Linked DNA regions of Mus musculus: all the other regions are linked to region 3. A link is a contact called in public promoter capture Hi-C data. All regions are on one chromosome and are shown on one strand. The core of a region is the stretch at or near the end of the contact, and the rest is flanking DNA. Distances in the headings are between cores, read along the strand shown. Region 1 overlaps Sh2d4b (SH2 domain containing 4B). Region 2 holds the start of Mbl1 (mannose-binding lectin (protein A) 1). Region 3 holds the start of Prxl2a (peroxiredoxin like 2A).

What was found. Promoter capture Hi-C pulls out the DNA fragments that hold promoters and counts their contacts. Capture Hi-C pulls out chosen DNA fragments and counts their contacts.
Region 1: a contact with region 3 is called in a promoter capture Hi-C map of embryonic stem cells, with 2.4 times the contacts expected there. The contact joins the enhancer-like site here to the promoter of Prxl2a in region 3. A contact is called at or near these places in 5 of 39 promoter capture datasets (embryonic stem cells, hematopoietic stem and progenitor cells, neutrophils and 1 more), 3 of 115 datasets of contacts at active chromatin or transcription factors (all in embryonic stem cells) and 2 of 9 other capture datasets (adipose tissue and liver).
Region 2: a contact with region 3 is called in a promoter capture Hi-C map of liver. The contact joins the promoter of Mbl1 here to the promoter of Prxl2a in region 3. A contact is called at or near these places in 1 of 39 promoter capture datasets (liver) and 1 of 9 other capture datasets (liver).

The regions. Positions count from the first base shown.
Region 1 is chr14:40,863,615-40,867,213 of GRCm38.p6, forward strand. The region is part of intron 3 of Sh2d4b (SH2 domain containing 4B); the gene reads right to left. Among named protein-coding and RNA genes, the nearest start is that of Sh2d4b, 28 kb to the right of the region's middle. Within about 2 kb of position 1,592, at least 11 of the 459 cell types and tissues checked have an H3K27ac peak or open chromatin away from gene starts, as enhancers often do. A contact at or near this core is called in embryonic stem cells, where this site is marked.
Region 2 is chr14:41,149,963-41,153,588 of GRCm38.p6, forward strand. It overlaps Mbl1 (mannose-binding lectin (protein A) 1), which reads left to right and starts at 1,494. Exons shown (of 5, transcript NM_010775.2): 1 at 1,494-1,604; 2 at 3,620-3,626.
Region 3 is chr14:41,011,545-41,015,097 of GRCm38.p6, forward strand. It overlaps Prxl2a (peroxiredoxin like 2A), which reads right to left and starts at 2,289. Exons shown (of 6, transcript NM_027464.4): 1 at 2,154-2,289.

The DNA.
Region 1 (3,599 bases), core at 342-2,841, 150 kb before region 3:
ATTAACGAGGGGGGTGTGTGTAATCCAAATTCCAATGGATGGGACCTAGTGGTGTGACTGAAAGACAGCAGATTAAGAAGACTAATAAAGAAAGCCAAGGTTAAGATTATAACCTAGAAGGGAGAATGACTGAACAACCAGGAAGAGGGAGCATTTAAGGCAGAGAGCAGTGAGCTGAAATGAAGCCTACTGAGACATGACAAAGATAAGAAAGCTCCCAGGGACAACTGGGTGTAGTCGTTGGAAGTGACTAGAGATTGTGACAAGAGCAGCCTTCACAGAACAGAGGGATAGTTATCTAGACACCACAGAGAGAAAGAAGAGATGACCACACACAGCCCATCAGGACATCCAAGATGAGAGAAATGTGGGCTTGAGGTAGAGACGGGATGGCTTCTCAGCTCTTCGGCTCAGATCCCTCAAAGATAGACATGGGAAGGATAGGTTAGATATGTGGCTTTGACATGGGGAATTTTAAAGCAGTTCCCGACTGATGTAAAATCCAAAGCCATGTCTCTAATTCTAATGCATCGTAAGCTGTTTTAACTGATGCTGGCACAGCCCTTCATATTTTACCTACTATATTTTGTTTTCTTCCTCCAGGGCTCCCTAATCTCTGACCATGGCCACTGTGTCACTCAGAACACTAGACACTAGCCGAAGCATCTTTCCGCAGACACTTCAATTCTTATGACCCACCCACAGGGGCCTTCCAGGAAGTCAGTTGACTCCTGTCAAAGCCAAAAGTCTCATATATAAACTGTATTAATTCGCCATTACAAAGCACACTGGCTGTATGTCTTAAACAAGAGAGTGCTTCCTCGCAGTTTTAGAGGTGACCTGTGCTAACACAGGTCAGCAGGGGTGATTCATTCTGAAGCTTCTCCTTGCCCTGAAAGTGGCCATCTTCCCACTGCTTCACACTGTGTCTGATTTGTCCTCCTTAGAAGGACACTAGCCATATTGTATTCAGGACCAACCAACACTAAAGATTGCTTGTAAGGACCTTGCCTTCGAATACAGTTATGTGCTAAAGTACTGGGAATTTCAGACTTCAACACAGATTTAAAAAAAAAAAAAAAGTGTGGGAAGCAGGAGTAGGGTGGAGGTGTCAAGAGGGTGGGCAGTGACAACTGAGTTGGGTCAAATGGCCGGGACTGGTGTGTGATAAATAAGCTGATTTCTCCACTTCAAATTACAAGGTAGAGTTTCTCCACCATCCAGCTGTGAGTAACAGGAGTCAGGATGTTAAACAACAGTGGCATTGTTCAGCGGTTTCTCCTCTTGAGAGTGGGACACCGCCCAGGGAGCCAATGGTCTGCAACAACCTCGCCTCTCAAAGGGAAACAACTGGTCATTTACTGTGACAAAGGCAGATCTCTTCACAAAGATGTGGACAACAAAAGAAAACAGTCTGTAACTACAAATCCACTAAATTGCATTTTTCTCCTCAAGGACTCACGAAAATGGCTCAACTCTCACAGCAAAAATTACCTAAGCATTCTCATTGTCATGGCAAGCACCTGAACTGTTGGGCTGGTCTAAGATCACTGAAGCAGCCAAAGGCCAGCTCAACCAAGAAGCAGCTACACAAATACATTCCACCCAGGAAGGACACAGCCCTGTGCTGGCTGCTCAAGGCCCTTTGAGATTATTCCACCCCCCTTTCCTGGTAATTCATCAGTAGCAGCACGCTGCTGAGGCTTGGGTCTCCCTAATGCCAACTGAAGATGTCAAGAGATAAATGCTTTTTTTCTGGAAGGCATCAACATGTTGACTGTGTTCTTATTCCTAGCAATGCCACTGTGCCCTGTGAGATGCTAAATTCCACAACAGCAAAGCTGGAACCGTGTTGTCCCTTCCTCCCTCTCCAAGTCACAGGGCAGAGCCAGGCAGACAGTAGGTGTTCCCTACATACAAGTAGATTAATGAATAATAGAAAAGACAATAGGGATTATGATTATCTATGAGAGAGAGGAGGTGAGCCTGTTCCTGACAGCCTACCAAGTTTTTAAAGTTTTATTTATTTGTATTTTATGTATGTGGGTAGTTTTTTATATCTTTGCCTCACTTGGGTTCAATGCCTGAGGAAGCCAGAAGAGGGCATTGGATCCCCTGGAACTGGAGTTATAGATGGTTGTTAGACAGTGCATGGGTGCTAGAAATCAAACTCCAGTTCTCTGGAAGAGCAGACAATGTTATTGGGGGGGGGGGGAGAGGCAGGGATGTGACAGGGGTTCTCTATGTGTCCCTGGCTATTCTAGAACTCGTTCTGTAGACCAGGCTGGCCTCAGACTCAGAGATTAGCCTGCCTTGCACTGAGTACTAGGATTAAAGATATGGGCCACCCCAACCCACCTGCAGCCAGTGTTCTTAATCACGGAACCAAATCTCCAGCCACACAGAAAATTGTGTGAAGACACAATTTTCAAGAGAAAAAAAAATGAAATATGAAAAGTTTGACCACCATTTATGATCTTATTGGGAACAAGACTCTGATGTTTGGTGAGGATGCCATCCAGCCACTAAAAGAAACTCTATCCTAAAAGTACAGTGCCAGGGGAAGAAAAACAGAGTGGCCTCAAATCAGGAAAATGTGATCGGCAAGTAACTTGGAAGTTAAGATGTGAAGGGACCAGAGAAAGAGAGCTCTGTGAGCCTTCTTCTGTGATCTTGCATAGGAGAAGCATACAGGAGTGGCCTTACAAGGAAGAAGGAGGAGCAAGCTACAAAAAGTATCAGGCCCCAGTATCTCCTGTTTTCTAAAGAACCACTTTATATGCATGTACATTGCTTTCTAATGGCATCAGTAAGGATTGGTTTGGATTTTGTTTTGTTCCTATGGGCATTTCCCCCCTTATTTTTATTTTATGTGTATAGTTATTTTTGCCTACATGTACATCTGTGTCCCACACACGTGGCAGTATCCACAGAGGTCACAGGATCCCCAAGAACTGGAGTTACAAACTGTTGTAACCTCCATGTGGGTACTAGGGTCTCTGGAAGAACAGTCAGCCAGCGCTCTTAAACACTCAACCATCTCTTCAGCCCCTAAGAGAATGGCTTTTTACTCCATGAGGTCTTTCTTTGTTTTATTATTTGTTGCCAGGTACTAGGATTTTTTCTCCATTTTCTAAAGTAAATTTTCAGCCTTGTCTTTTCAACAACCTAGACAATTACAAGAAGCTGCCTACACCTGCAAAGCACAGCATCTCAAGCAAGCCTCGCCCCCCCCTCAACCACTAGCTTCTCAGATTCTCTCCTCTCAATCCACTCCAACTCTCTCTTCTTCAGAAGCAAAGCCGCTGCATAGCTGACACATTCCCCTCCAGGTTCATTCCTTCCAAGTCTGCACCTGTATCCAACTGCCACTGTAGGAAGTTGCTACTGGCCACCCCTCCCTTGGCCTGTGACAAAGTCCTTGCCCTTGCCCTTTCTTTTCATTCCAATTCCACATCCTGTTAATGATACCATCCACCACCATTCTTTTCTGCCAGAAAATCACAGCCTATCTCAACTTCACATCCTAACTATTGAAAAAAAAAATCAACTGACCTCTTTTCCTGAAGCTATAACTGGAATTATACTGTCACCAGCAT
Region 2 (3,626 bases), core at 244-2,743, 140 kb after region 3:
TGAAATTCATCACTAGTACAGAAGTGGCACATTCATTAGCTTCTACTTTCCCAAGATATTTTACATATAACTTTGTTTGCTTTACATTATTTCTAAAAGGAAAAAAATCTGAGGAAGCCCCCCCCCTTTTCTTTTCTTTTCTTTTCTTTTCTCTTCTTTTCTTTTCTTTTCTTTTCTTTTCTTTTCTTTTCTTCCCCCCCCCCCCACACACAGGGTTTCTCTTGTGTAGCTTTGCTTGTCCTGGAACTCAATCTGTTGACCAGGCTGGCTTGGAATCCTCAGAACTCCACCTGGCTCTGCCTCCCCAGGCACCAGTGCCACCTGGCAAGAATCAAAAGTTTTAAGAAAATTCTCACAGTAGAACATGGAGTCTTATAGATCTGGAAGAGATCAGAGTTTGACTAGATTCCCTGTCTGCAAGCATCGTCAATACTTTTATGAAATAACCTTGTTTGACAGCATGCTGATACATTTTACAGAGTTTATGAAGCCCCAAACAAATTTTATTTTTGTAAAACAATTGTATCTTTAACCTGTGTCTGAAATCATCTTGCAATATATGGAAATAGAATAGCCATTGCTATTTCTAAATTGTGACCACCGGTCAAGATTGCTTTGAGAACTGGTAGTTATTCTCTATGATTGGAGGTAGCCATTAGGCTGTGGGCCCACTCAATGCACACTGGATGTGCCGTGTACATTCTGTCCACTAGCATACTGTAGTAACTAGGTTTTCAAATGTGGGAAACCTGCAGGCTGACCATTCTCTTTTGTTTTGTCACAGTTCTTTTCAAACCCAGCGCTGCCTTTTCAAAATTTAAAACTTGCATAATTCCGCAGATGTTCTGGGATTTGATTCAGTCACTTGTGGATGGAGAAAGAGTCATTGGTATTTCACTATGTGGTTACAGTATGAATTTTACTTTTCTGCTCAGTTTTGAAAGTGTACGAGTTATGTGGGTTTCCCTGTAGGAAATGTGAAAAAAAGCACAATAGAACATGGTCCTTGGGCTTTGTTCCTGCTCTCTGTTTTGGTTGGTTTTACTCTCAGACGTATTTGTGTTTGTTTCAAAGCAGCATATACATGCAGTTAGTAAGCATGTTTGAAAGGGCCACAAAAATCGGAGAAATGCTGCTGGGAACTTGGACGGTCAGGAACCAGGGGGAAATGTCCTGAGATAACATTTACATTGTCGATCTCTATTGATTGTTTTTACAGTAAAAATATTTTACAGCTTTTTTCTTTTTTTTTTTTTAAAGAAGTGTCTTGATGGAGCCATGCCAAGAACCTGTGGCTATAGAGGACTGGAGTGTCTAAGCTATATGGATGGACCTCTGGGAGGAGAGAACACAGTGGTAGGAAGATTGTAGACTGCTAAAGCAGAGAGACTCAGCACTGAGCAGAGATCCCACCAGCAGCTCTGAACAGCTTCCCAATTACAACAGCTCCAAGGATAGTTGCTTATTAAACTGGGGTTGAAGGCCAGTCCAGCTTGGTTCCCGGTCACCAGGCTAATGGCCCTGTCATTGGGGAGGATACTACCAGAAGCTGGACTCGAGACATAGTTTCTCTTCCACTGCTCCTTTACTCTAAAGAAACCCTAGTAAGTTGTGGTATGCACTTTGGGGTCCAGCTGTGGTTCTGTGTCCTCTGCGTCCTTCCCCTCAGGGTGTTTAGATGCGGATGTACACCAGTCTGGGAGGCTAAAGTGGAGCCCGGGATGGGTGGAGTTCTGAGTTCTGCAGGATCCCGGTCAGGCTGGGAGTGAGTGCTGGGGCAAGAGGGTGGGGGGCGGGGGAGGGGGGTGTTGTGGAGAAGGCCTTTTGGAGGATCTTAATGTTACATCTCTTTTAGACAAAGGCCTTCTCCAATGATCTTCACTAATACAGCTCTGAGAGATCTTAGCTTGCACATATTTCTTTATTTGGGGTGGGCTTGTATGCATACACTTTATTGGGGTAAACTGAGGGTTATATAGTTTTGGGGAAGGAGGGGAGAATATCCAGGGTGAGCAAAGGTCATTGGCTGAAGGCTAAGGTACTGAGATGCCTAATTAGCAAGGGGAGACATTCCAGGAATCTCAGGTACAGGACTACTGACATTCCTCAGGTGCGGACCAGGAACCCCCAGGTAGAGAAGAGGAAGCCCTGCTGACAAAGTGAGCTCAGGGCAGTTTGGGTAATGTCAGACTTAGCAGCAAGGTTTCTTGACAGTAAATCCTCTCAGGATGAAAGTGGTGGGTCTTGGGTCAGGAGTCTGGTCTCTCAGCTTTAACCTTGTAAGGGCCAGGCAAGGGTCTAATGGGACAGCCCATGTAGGCCTGTATTTCTCATCTGTGCCTTTCCTAGATTGAATTGACCATATGCAAACTAAAGGACAGTCATTTCCAATGGGAAAAGTAGGAGTGGATGGTGGGGAGGTGCCACCAACAAGTAACCACTCATGGGTAACCGTGAACGGTCCTCAGCACGATCGGAGGAGTTTTAAAAATATGTACAAAAGTTAGAAAGAGGAAAGATAGAGAAGGATGTAATCATGGGCGATGCCTCCCAACTTGTCATCTCTTGCTGTTCGCTAGAGAAAGAAAAAAAATTATGGGAAGTGGCAGAGCAGATTAAGCCAAGCCAAGTGCAACAGCTGATCAGCCAGGACTAAGGACACTAGAATTAGGTCAAAGCAGAGCGACAACCCTGGGAGGCTGGTGGCTCAGGGTAGGACCTGGATAGCCAGATTGTTCTGCTGGGGGAAGCATGCTGAGACACACCTCGGCCTGCATGAGCAGGCATGGTAGGAGCCTGAGCTTTTTCCTAGTAGAAATGACCTTTTGGTGAGATTTAAAAGCAAGAAAAGTCTCCCATGGAAAGGATCAATGAACCAAGAAGTCCCCACTTCTTTGATTGTGGTCTGCTCCCAACAAATTCGTATCACAAAATAGAGCCTTTGAACATGTCATTGACCAGACTTTGAGAAAATAACCACAACTCTGAAGTAGGTGAGACCTCACCATGTATAATAGGCATCTTTACTTGAAATATGAGCCATTGGTGGCTGAGAAATAGGTCTTGTGGGTTCTTAGGGGTTAAGGACCTATGCAGATGGGGAAAAGTAGGAGACTGGGACTCCTGTGAAATAGAAGAGGAACCAAGAAAGAGAGATCCAGGGTCCGTTGGGTGCTAAGCAGTCTGCATTCCTGCCAGACCACCACAAGCACAGCTGGTTTATAATTTTCAGAATTCGTAGGGTCTCGGGGTGACACAAGCTAAGCCTTTAAGCATCATGCTCACAGGGACTCTGGCCCCCTTGGGAAAACAAGCTCCCTTCCTCTTGCATCTTTCTTGGCTTTATCCCTGATCCAACTCCCATTTTTACTTCAGTAGCCTTGGTTGTGATGTATCTTCAGTAGCCTTGGTTGGGATGATGTACCTTCAATAGCCTTGGTTGGGATGTACCTTCAGTAGCCTTGGTTGGGATTATGTACCTTCAGTAGTTTGGAGTCAGAGGGTATGATATCCCTCACATCTGCTGTTCCCAGCCAGGGGTGCAGATCGCTATAGTTAAGAACAAAAGCTATAAGCCAAGTGAGATGGAATTTGTCTCATTGACTTTCTCCCCTCTCAGGTAAGGA
Region 3 (3,553 bases), core at 1,039-3,538:
TTATGGACAGGAAGATGAGGACAAATGTCCAAAAAACACTGGGTTCCGGCAACCAAATCCTAACTCTCATTCTGGCCCCCAGAGACCGTTTTCTTGCTTATCACCATAAGATCTTCTAAAAATCAAGCTGCATCCAGTGGTGGCACGTGTTGGAGAAGACCAACATGAAACACAGCAGCGCTCTAGGAAACTGGAAATGCTTCGTTATGGTTTTCATTTTCTTTATTCTTTTTCCTTTTTTAAAAAGGAAAGGCCTAGGATAGCCTAGAACTTGCCACCTTCCTACCTCAGCCTCCTTAGTGCTGCAATTTTAGGCATAGGCCACCTCACTGGGTGGTCTTTATCTTTTGCAGGGTTCAGATGAACTCACTCACTGTCCTAGGAAGGTAAAACAGACAACAACAACAACAACAAAAAAGAATAGAACAATTTCTCCAGCAGTGTTACTGCAAGTCAGCTTTCTGGGTGAAAGTTCCAGGCCCGGGGGAGTCCTGCCTTACGTCCACATTCTCCACAGCACATACTCTGAGTTAACTCTTTGGCTCTCCCACAACTGCTCCTGGTAGTGCCAAAGGCAAAGGTTACTGCTCAACTTCAATCTGCCTTGGCAAGGGCCAAAGAGCTCATGGGTGAGGCTGGCTTCTTCCACAGCAACGCTGGACAGGTCCTGCCACATTAAGACTCTGTCCAAGCAGACTCTGAGCTTAGCATTTCAAAGAAGCAGATAGCCAACTAGCAGGAGAGTTGCTTTTAATCTGGGATACTAATGAAATCGTATGCACCTTAAAATTCCAGACCTCACCAAACAAACCTTCTGGTGCCACACAAGCTTGAAATGATCATTGCAATCCCAGCAATCAGGAGGCAGAGACAGGGGGACTGCAAATTCAAAGAAAGCCTCCGGGAAATTCAAAGCTACCCTGAACTACATAAGGCCCACCCCCTCAAGAAGAAAAGGGGAAAGAGGTGGGGTAGAGTGCTTTGTACCCCTTCAGGGACAACACAAAGGGTCTCAGGTAAATGCCATCCCTTATAAGGAAGGACACCAAGGAAAGGTCGGACGAGAAGAACCAAGTTGCATGAGCCTGGACCAGCCATGTTTCACATTAGCAAAATGGGAACAATTTCCTAATCACCTTCTACAGAGATGAATCACTGAAGATGCTATAAGCTCTTTGCAAAGACTGCCAGAGATGTTAAATTCTTACTTATTTCTGGATTACTCATTGATCACCCCAAATATTTGAAACAAAGGATTTTCTGATGAGTATCTTGTGAGGACCCAGATTCTATTAGCAGGGCTCCATGACAAGCAGGAGGATTTCTGGGTTTGGGGCCAGCCTGGTCTACAGAATGAGTTCCAGGATAGCCAGAGGTACACAGAGAAACCCTGTCTCGAAACAAAACATCCAATGAGTATTTTCTTTTCACATAAATCATTTACCAAGTTCCAAGACAAGAAATGTTGAAGTAAAAATAAAACCAAAAATCTAGGTAACAGGGCTGTGAAAACATTGGAGGCACGGTGGCAGCGAGACTCGGATTGTCACCTTCCCATGCAAACCCTGCCAGGTTGGACCTTAACTTTGCTCTCCCTTGGGCCATTTTCACCAACTCCAACAACCTAACAATTCGGAGGATGGGCTGTCCTGGAGCTCTGATTATCTCATTACCACACCTCAGCAGCGGTTTGAAATTTACAACGGAGCTTTCTAAGGCAAAGGTTTGTAACCCTTAGAAGAGAAGGAGGAGCAGGTATCTCAGAGACTTCCTCACAGGACACCCCAATACCGAAACTGGATAGCCACGGCCACCCCTGGCAGCCTTCAGCCTAGCCCATGTTGGGTGGATGCCCCTTCCTGAGAGGTGGGCAAACGTTTTTGTTTTTTTTTTTTTTTCCTTCAGTTCTCTGTCCCAACAATTCAAACATCTGGGTGGGCAAGAGTTTTTCTGTCCTCTGTCCCAACGATTCAGACTGCTGGGTGCCGCCAGCGCCATTCCGGGACAGGGGTCTCTGGGCCCCAAGCGTGGAGTCTGTCCTGATCGCTGTGGTGGGCTGAGGGCACATCGGAGAGCGGTACCTGGAGAGGATCGGGTCACATCCTCTATCCAGCATCTAGTCTCCGCGGTCCCTGGCCTGCCTCGATCCTCACCTGCGCCCCAAGGACCCCGCCTCCGTGGACCTCACTGGCCCCTGAGCTGCGCCAGCGGACGCAGGTGCCTCCTCGGTTGTAGTGCAGTTTTGAGGGCGGGTGAGACTAAGGTCTCCCCGCGCCTGCGCAGCTCAGCGCCTACGCCACCACGCCACTTTCACGTGACAGACACGCCCCCGCAGCTCCAGACTGGGGACTGGGTAGAACTGGGTCGCCTTCGGGCACTTCTTTGCTCGCTGATTTCCACGGAGCTAGTTTGGAACTAGCGTGGCTTTGTGGGGTAGATGTCCCAGCGTCCATCTTCACCCCCAAATGCTGGTTATTAGAATGAAGAAAACCAGCTGAGAACTGGCTCTAAGGATAATACCAGCTCCTCTAGCTTCTTTGAGCAACCCTGTGACAGGCTTGTCTTAATACTCTAACGTGGTTGGTTGCTTAATGTAGCTCAGACTGGTCTGGAATTGTTCATCCTCCTGCCACAGTTCCCCAGGGGCTGGGATCACAGGCGTGCACCGCCATGCCTGGCTTTTACCCATTTTTCTCACTCCTGTAATAAGTGTTCATTACTGTCGTATCAAAGCTGTAGTCAAAAGAAACAGGATTAACTCACAGAATAGTTAAAGGTGGGGGAGTGGGAGACAGTCAGAAAGAGATCACAGAGCAGTTTGCAAAGAAGTATTACAGCAGCCAGACAGGCACGCTGGTCAGAAGTGGTCATCTGTCCTGTGTGCATTGGGGGTATCCACCTGTGTGGGACTTGACACCTGGCCAGAGGACTAGGCTGTCCTAGTACATCTTTACCTTCCCCTCATGTTTCTCACTGTAAGAAGCAAGACTCTTGCTATGTAATAACAAATTCAAGAGACTAAGGAGGGTAAGACAGTTTTTATTTTACTATCTTGTAGAACTGTGTGTTACCCTAGACAAAAAGTTAAAAGGGGGTGGGGTGGGGGATGGGGATGGAGACCCCGCCCTGCTTTCCTGTTATGTAGGTAGTCAGGAGCTGCCCTAATTAGGGTTATTATTGTTATGATGAAATACCACGAGCAAAAACCAATTGGAGAGGAAAGGGCTTATTTGGCTTACACTTCCACATCATAGCCCATCTCTGAAGGAAGTAGGGTAGGAACTCAAACAGGGCAGAAACCTGGCAACAGAGCTGATAAACAGACTGTGGAAGGGTGCTGCTTGGTGGCTTGCCTACATTCTGATTTTATGAAGGCGTTTTCTCAGTCCCTCCTCTCCAGACTCCAGCTTGTGTCAGGTTGACATAAAATTAGCTATTCCAGCAGTCAACTAACTTTCCACCCTATGGTAAACAGAGACAAATACGCGTTATCTGACAGCTGGGAAAGAGCAGAGTCCTTGTGCCTCCTGATAGATCGGAATGATGTACTTCT